2 separate regions of the Canis lupus genome follow, and region 2 is linked to region 1. The links are chromatin contacts, called in public Hi-C maps. All regions are on one chromosome and are shown on one strand. Each heading gives the region's core, a stretch centred on a gene start, on an enhancer-like site or on the middle of the called end of the contact. The rest is flanking DNA. Distances are from core to core; before and after follow the strand shown. Region 1 holds the start of VIT (vitrin). Region 2 overlaps VIT (vitrin).

The links. Hi-C and Micro-C count contacts between places; a contact is called where the count stands out from the background.
Region 2: a contact with region 1 is called in a Hi-C map of amygdala, with 1.9 times the contacts expected there. The contact joins the enhancer-like site here to the promoter of VIT in region 1. A contact is called at or near these places in 2 of 9 Hi-C or Micro-C datasets (amygdala and skin fibroblasts).

The regions. Positions count from the first base shown.
Region 1 is chr17:29,300,154-29,303,855 of UU_Cfam_GSD_1.0, forward strand. It overlaps VIT (vitrin), which reads left to right and starts at 1,824. Exons shown (of 16, transcript XM_038561262.1): 1 at 1,824-2,112.
Region 2 is chr17:29,369,893-29,373,594 of UU_Cfam_GSD_1.0, forward strand. All of the region lies in intron 8 of VIT (vitrin), which reads left to right. Among named protein-coding and RNA genes, the nearest start is that of VIT, 70 kb to the left of the region's middle. Within about 2 kb of position 1,664, at least 3 of the 20 cell types and tissues checked have an H3K27ac peak or open chromatin away from gene starts, as enhancers often do.

The DNA.
Region 1 (3,702 bases), core at 574-3,073:
AAGTTAAAATTTATCATAGGTACGCAGATATAGGAAAAAAACATAGTATGTATTAAGATTCAGTACTATCATCAGTTTCAGGTGTCTACTAGGGGTCTTGGAACACATTCCCCATGTATGAGGGGTAATTAGTAGTTCCAGAATTTTTCATCATGGCAAACATCATTGTTTTTAATTTGTACTTGTCTTTGAGCATCTCTTCGTATGCTTTTCAATACATTTGCATTTGATTTCTGCCTTATTCAACATAAGAAAATAAATTAACAAAAGAAAAGAAGCTCCAGACTAATATGGAAGCTAATACAGCAAGTTGCCTCTGAATCAGACAGCCTTGAATTTGAATGCCAGTTGTTACCTTTCTGTCTGGGTGACCCTGGAAAAGTTACTATCTCTTTGAGCCTCAGGTCTCTTATCTGAGGAATGGAGTAATAGTACTGGCCTTTCCAGGTTCTTCTAAGTGTTAAATGAGGTGATAAATGTAGAGGACTATCACCATTCCTAGCAAAAGCAAGCATTTGATTAAAAAAAAAAGGCAATTATTATTATCATCGTTAATTCTCTTTGGGCTGCCATTTCATCTGAACCTTCCCTGACTCCCTGATGGTAGAAGCCAGACATCCTCCATGTGTGGCAGCACCATTCTTAACTGCCAATGGTCTTAGGCCCAGGGTTTTTTGGAGGAAGAAATAGGATTAAGAAATAATTTAAAGGCAGAACCAAATGGAGGGGAAAAAAGCTAAATAGCATTCCAACCTTAATCTTTTTTTTAAAAGTTTTTTTTTTTTTTTTAATTTTTTTTTTTTTTTTTTTTAAATTTATTTATTTATGATAGTCACACACACAGAGAGAGAGAGAGGCGGAGACATAGGCAGAGGGAGAAGCAGGCTCCATGCACCAGGAGCCCGACGTGGGATTCGATCCCGGGTCTCCAGGATCGCGCCCTGGGCCAAAGGCAGGCGCCAAACCGCTGCGCCACCCAGGGATCCCTCCAACCTTAATCTTAAATAAGGAACTATCTCAGAGCCCACAGGTAGGGCTGCTGGGAGGGAGGATTCTCCTCTGGGGCTGCGTGAGTGCATATTCCCCAGCAGGAGGAGGAATGGCTCTGTGCTACCTCCCGCCCTGCTGGAGAGAAGATGCTCTGTTAGGGTGATACACATTTGAATCTCCAGGAGTGCCAGATGTGCATTTCTGTGTGTGTGTGTGTGTGTGTGTGTGTTTTAATGGTGTGATATGCTGATATATGTTTTGCATCTGAATCCCTTCAGTTTAATCGGTGATACCAATAATAACTAAAATCGGCAGATTTCACTTATGATGTAAGCTCGCCACCATCAGTTTTTTGAAACATGAGTCAGGTTTTGCCTTCCACTATTCTTATCTTGTGTCCCGTTACTAGCAGCATGGGCTACAGTCATTTCATTAAGCTTGCCAAAATGCAGAAAGGACCTAAGCAAGCTAAACAAAGAAAAAAATAAATAAATAACATTACTATGTAGGAAAAGTGTTTTCAACTCCAAGACTGAGAGTCCAGTAGGACCAGTTTGGTGGTATTGGCACAGTGTTCTTTCCTTATGCAGTTTAATCAGCTGCTCACTAGCATTTGAAAAAGAAAGAGAAAATTTAATTGCCCTTAAGTCCTTTTTAAAGCCTACTTTTTATTTCCCATTTTTTCTAGGCACGTCTCTTCTGCTTTTTAGAATTTCTAATTATAGAATTTGCTTACTGAAAATGTGTGCTTTAGGCTAGAAACGAATATTTAGAAATCCTTACCCCAAAGAAAAGCAAGTGGGAGTGGAAATTTGAAAGAGGACCGCCTAATTCAGCACTAAAACCAGTGTGAGAAGCAGTGTGTGAGAGTGTGTGTGTGTGTGAGCATGTGCATGTGTGTGTGTGTGTGTGTGGCTAAATGTGCTTTTCAAAGTGCTGAGAGGTTGATGGGAATGTTTGATTAGCTCCTCTGAGAAAAGAGAAAAGTTGCTTGGACCTCTCCTTGTTTCTTCTTTAGAATAATTTGGATGGAATTTGTGATGCAGAAAAGCTTAAGGAAAAAAGGCTATCCATTCTGTGTGGTGGAAAATTTTTGAAAAAAAATTGCTTTCTTCAAACAAGGTATGTCTGATGAATTACTAAGCTATGTAGATAGTTTGCTTTCCATTCCTTATTATAAAAACTTTAAAGTGTATTTATCTTTAAGAAACTACAATGTATACCTTGACCAAGTCATCAGTCTGTACAAACTTTAGTCTTAGGAGAATTGGGAGGGGAGTGGGGGTAATTGACATCCTTGTAAATGACTAATATTATGTATATCAACTATAACTAAATTGTGCTGAGATAAGATCAGAATAAAATTTTTGAACATATTTTTAAACCAATTTAATGATGGTTAAAATAAGTTGAAAAGTATGACCTAAGTCTCTTTATTCTGCTGCCCGTTTTTATACCTTGCTTCCTCTATGGAATATGATAGCAATGTAACAAATTGCTTCCAACAATGGATGAAAAGCAGTGCAAGAAAGGGATTCATTGATGCTAAATGAAGAGAAATTATTTAGCGTGGATCTAAACTTCTCTCAGACAGATCTCAGTGGAATGTGGCTAGATGTACAATTCTGTATCTTGTTTCCACTAGAAGTATTTTCTTAGGCTGAATGCTTCTTTAACTGATAAGCCCCAGAAAGGGTTGGCATTGTTAAGTCTACTATTGTAGCTCAACTTTGCACAGGGAAACCGGGTACGAAATCTCTTTTAAGCATGATTTGTGTCAAACCAGTATAAACATGAAATAAATGCCTCAAGCACAGGTTAAACAGAGAGGATAAGATTGAACAGTTAGCCTCAATGGTTTGCTCCAAAAAACCCAGGCATCTTTGCCATCCCCAGATTGAGAGTAGAATTCCAGATTTTCTTTGGGTTTATTGTAAAAATAAAACCAGGCATTCTTGGCCATGGTGGTTATTCAAAAATGTGAGCGCTAAGAAAATAGCATTTTGCCATTACGTTGTGTTGCAATAAATTTGGAAGTTTTGGTGGTAAAGTTCTGAGGTTGTTTTTCCCTCGTCTCTTGAAAGATGAAAACACCCCATAGCAAAGCAAGATCAGACGCTATTTGTTTGTGTATTTTCTCGTTATATGTGTTAGCTGCAAATGGTAGCTATGCCTCCTCCGGTAAAGAAAGCTGGAAGTGTCTGTCTTTTATTTTTTGAATTAAAATACCCTCTTTTGTGAAAGGGCTTTTGACAGAGAATTGCAAGACTAAAGGGCTGCATTTTTAATTGCAATGTGCTAGTTTCCCAGACTAAGCTTGATTTAAATATATCTTACACTTTACCATGGAAAGGAAACACCTAAGGAACATTGGAAATGCTTAGTATCTATCCTGAAATAGCATTTACTTTATGAATATCACTTGGAAAATCTAGTTATCTTTTTTGCCAACTTACTGATTACATGAATAATAGTTTCTTTCAGAAAAAAAATACATGGGGTTTAAAATGGCTTATGAATAGCATTGGGAATGCTTGTGCTTTTCTCATCTGTAATTCCTGTATGACATATTGGTACACAGAAAAGTAGTAGGGTTGGGCGCACTGGTCCAAGCCAGGTAACAGTTCTGTCACTACCTGGCTGTGTTACCTTGGGAAAGGTGTGCGGCATCTCTTGGTTTTTGTTTTCCCATCAGAAAAGCAGAAATAGCAA
Region 2 (3,702 bases), core at 414-2,913, 70 kb after region 1:
GGGAAAATAGTTAATATTTTTTTCAAATGAAAGAATGCATTATTTCAATTTCTAACATGATTAAAAACAATAGATATGACCCCCACAAACAACAGCCCTTTGGAGTCTTCGATTATTTTTAAGAGCATGAATTTGAGAGCCTTTCAAATATACGAAAGAAGCTTTCATGTCCACCTTTAGGGCTCATCTTTTCTAGGATAAATGTCTCCAGTTCCTCCCACAGGTCCTTCTGTGACTGGTGGTACACCCAGTTAGCTACACTACAGTCCTTTCATGACTCAGAATAAGGCAGAGCAGGTCATGATGCCACAGGGGCTGTGTGCCAGGGAACTGCCTCTCTCAGCCTAACCTGCCTCCACTAAAACAACCCAAGTTGCATTTGGGAGATGTCCTGTCAACCCATCAGTTCATCTCCTCCTGAACTGGCGATGACTCAAGTCACCAGGACTTTTTTCTCTTGCACTTCTAGAGAAGTGGGTCACACCAATCCCACTTTTGTGCAGTTGAGTTTTTGAACCCAACTTAGAACATCACACTTATCACTATGAAATTCTCCATTAGTTTCATCTCTTGCAATCTCCATGAATCTTAATTCTGTCATTTAGTGTATTAACTACCCTTCCAACTTTTCTGTCATCCACAAAATTGATTAACATGCCGCTTGCTTCTATTCTTATCACTGATAAAAATACACCTCATTGGACCAAATCTCATGAGCCCCACTAAATACCTCATCTGTGTTTAGGGCAACCAATTAACAGATACAAGCAGCTATATATGGACCTAATGAGGTAGTCATTGACCTCAACACTTCATCCTCTGCTCCGCAGGACACCAGACTTAAAACCAACGAATGATTCCTGCTACCCTTCCTGCTGTGCCTTCTGCCCACAGATGTAACCTCACACACCTCCAATTTAAGCCACCACCCCCACTGCAGAGGAACTGTTCTACAATTTGAAATATGTATATTTACTGAGCATGCTGTATGTCAGGCACTGTGCTGTGGGTTAGAACTACAAAGATGAACTGGATATTTTCAGATCCTAGAATTGTGCCTCTACGGGTAGAAGTTCCCATATTCTGGTCTTCTGCAGTCATCGGCAAGGCCACTGCCCCCTCTAGCCCCCACTGCCAGATCCTACCCCCTCCTCCAAGCCCTCTGGGCGGGGACAGAGGCCACCTTGCTAGCATGGCTGCCCCTGCTATATTCCCCAGGGGAGGGAAGGGTGCTCCCGATGGCTTCAGTTAGAATGCAGTGACTTTTCCTCCGAACCATTCTGCTTCATGCTACCGTATTTGATCAAATAAGCTTCACTAGCCTGGAAAGCGAACCATGGAGTTAATGTTTACATGAGAAAAGACTGCCAGGTCCCAAACCAGTATCCCCCACTGAGCTTGGAGGGTAACCTGTGTGTAAACCCAGGACCACGGATGCTTCTCAGGGATGACAGCTCACGCCCAGAACCCGCGGCCTATCCTCAGCCCTCTCTGATAGCCCCTGTGCAATAGGCCGTGGGCACGGTGACGCCTTTGGCACAGCCAGCTGCTCTCTGAGCACCCGCCGTTCCACTATAGCAAGAGAGAGTTGTCCAAAGGAAACGTGTGGCCCAGGGCAGGAAGCCAGGCTGAAGGGCCAGAGGTGTGGAGGTACCCCAGCTCCAGAAGCCTGCTGCTTCTCAGACTGCCACCTCCTCACACCCCCACTCCAGGGGAATCTCCAGGTGGGGGCAGGGAGAACCAGGGGGCTGAAGGGCCACCTGTGCTTCTGCCCCATAAAACTTTAGAGGCCTAAGGGCCATGTGTTGCGGCTCCCGCTTGGGTCCCGGGCTGGTGGCTTCCAGATGTGCAGGGAACAGAAGCTGTAATCAGTGCAAAGGTCACCTTCAGGGTCTCAAAGCAGGGATTTTGGGCCCTCTCCTTTAGTCTGAGTTGTGGTTTCTCTTCAGGGCCTACCCCAGTACCCTGACATGCTAAAGTGGCCCTCACTCCTGTGTGACAAACAGGTGGTGGTTAATCACGGGCTCCAGATCCCAGCCTTCCAATTCAGCTCCATCTCTCCCTGTGCATGTTTCCTCACCTCTAAAATGGGGGTCATAGTTCTAACCTGACTCACAGGGTTATTGTGACTTAACCTTGCAAAGTGCTTGGTCATTGCCTGACACTAAGCACGCTCTCCCTGTTAATGGTTCTACGTTCTTACCACGGGAATCCTTCAGAGCCGGCACCTCTTAGACACTGATAGTATCAACGAGATGACCAAGAGAGGACTGCCACAAAAATAAGTCCCTGTGTTGTAAGACTACCTTACACTTTTCCCTCCATGGGAGGCAGGGCAGGATAAGTGCTGATGACCTCAGCTTTACACAGGAGAAAACTAAAGGTCGGAGAAGGTGGCGAGTGCCCCCCAGCTCCTGGCTGGGTTTCTGTAGGCACCGGATGGGCCTTCTCACGCCTTTTATCCTCACATCACCTGGTTCCTCCTGACACCAGAATGTAAGTGTTCTCACAAACTTACGTGCCGTTACTACCAAGTCCAAAAACACCAAGCCTCAGCTGTCCAAATATTTGTCAGCCCTCAGCTTTTGGAGAAAAATGATTTGGTTCATACTTGTCCCAAATAAATAGAAGCGGCACCAACAGAAGGACCAGCTCGCAGGACAGGATGTGAGGGCGTGGAGACCCCTGCTGAAATACGTTGGGCATTCTGATTCTCTGCAGCCTTTGAGGGGACTGAAAGCTTCAGGTGAAAACTGAGACACCACCAGCCCTCCAGGGTTTTGGGGTGGGGGGGGGGGGTCATTTGTTGTTGTTCCTGTAGGGAAAGGACAGGTTTTTGCCAGTAGGTGGCGATAGAGAAATAAGGCTAAAGAAGCCAAAGGTTTAAACTCTAAATCATAAATTTGAACTGGGAGATCATCTCATCCAACCTGCTAATGTTATTCAAAGAAATTAAGGCTCACAGAAGGTGTGCAGCTTGTTTAAGATCACACACCTGGGTAATGGCTGAGCCAAATTAAACTCCGTTCTCACCGTGAAATCTGAATGTGCACGAACACAGTCTGCCTTTCAAAACAGCCTGGCATCTCCATCATACAAAGGGAAACATCACTTCTTTCTAGTGTGTTAATCACTGCAGCATGCAGCGAAACTGCTGGGCTCATTAGGCCCTCCGAGTTCGGGTTTCTGAGCTGGGGAGGTGGGAGAGGAGGAAGGGACAGAAGGAGAGAAACAGCTATCGTTGGTGTCCTCAAGAGGCTTCATAACACCTTTGTGCTGCCTCTGAGCCCCTCCTGGCCATGACTCCCCCAAAACCATCAGGGACCACAGGCTCAGAATCGCCCCCTTCCTGACCACCCCTTCCACTTTATCAGCACCAGTTTATGGTGGAGGCGTTAAACATTTTACTGCAGATAGAAATGCCAGGTGCCGCTCTGCTTTCTTCTGCTTGCGGCGCGCAGTGAGAAGCAGAGACTCAGGAAATGAATGGACTACTTGCCCCCTGAAGCGGCCAGATTTGTTCTGAGTAGTTCTAAGGAAGAGAACATAAACAGATGGGTGAGTCAAATGTACCTCAAATGACTGTGGGCACATATTGGGTGCTGAAAAAGTGTGGATGGAGCGTCGGATTAAGATTTTAGATCAAAATGAAAAAACTTTCTAACAGTCTCAATGGTTCAAGAAGGAATGTACTATCTTGAT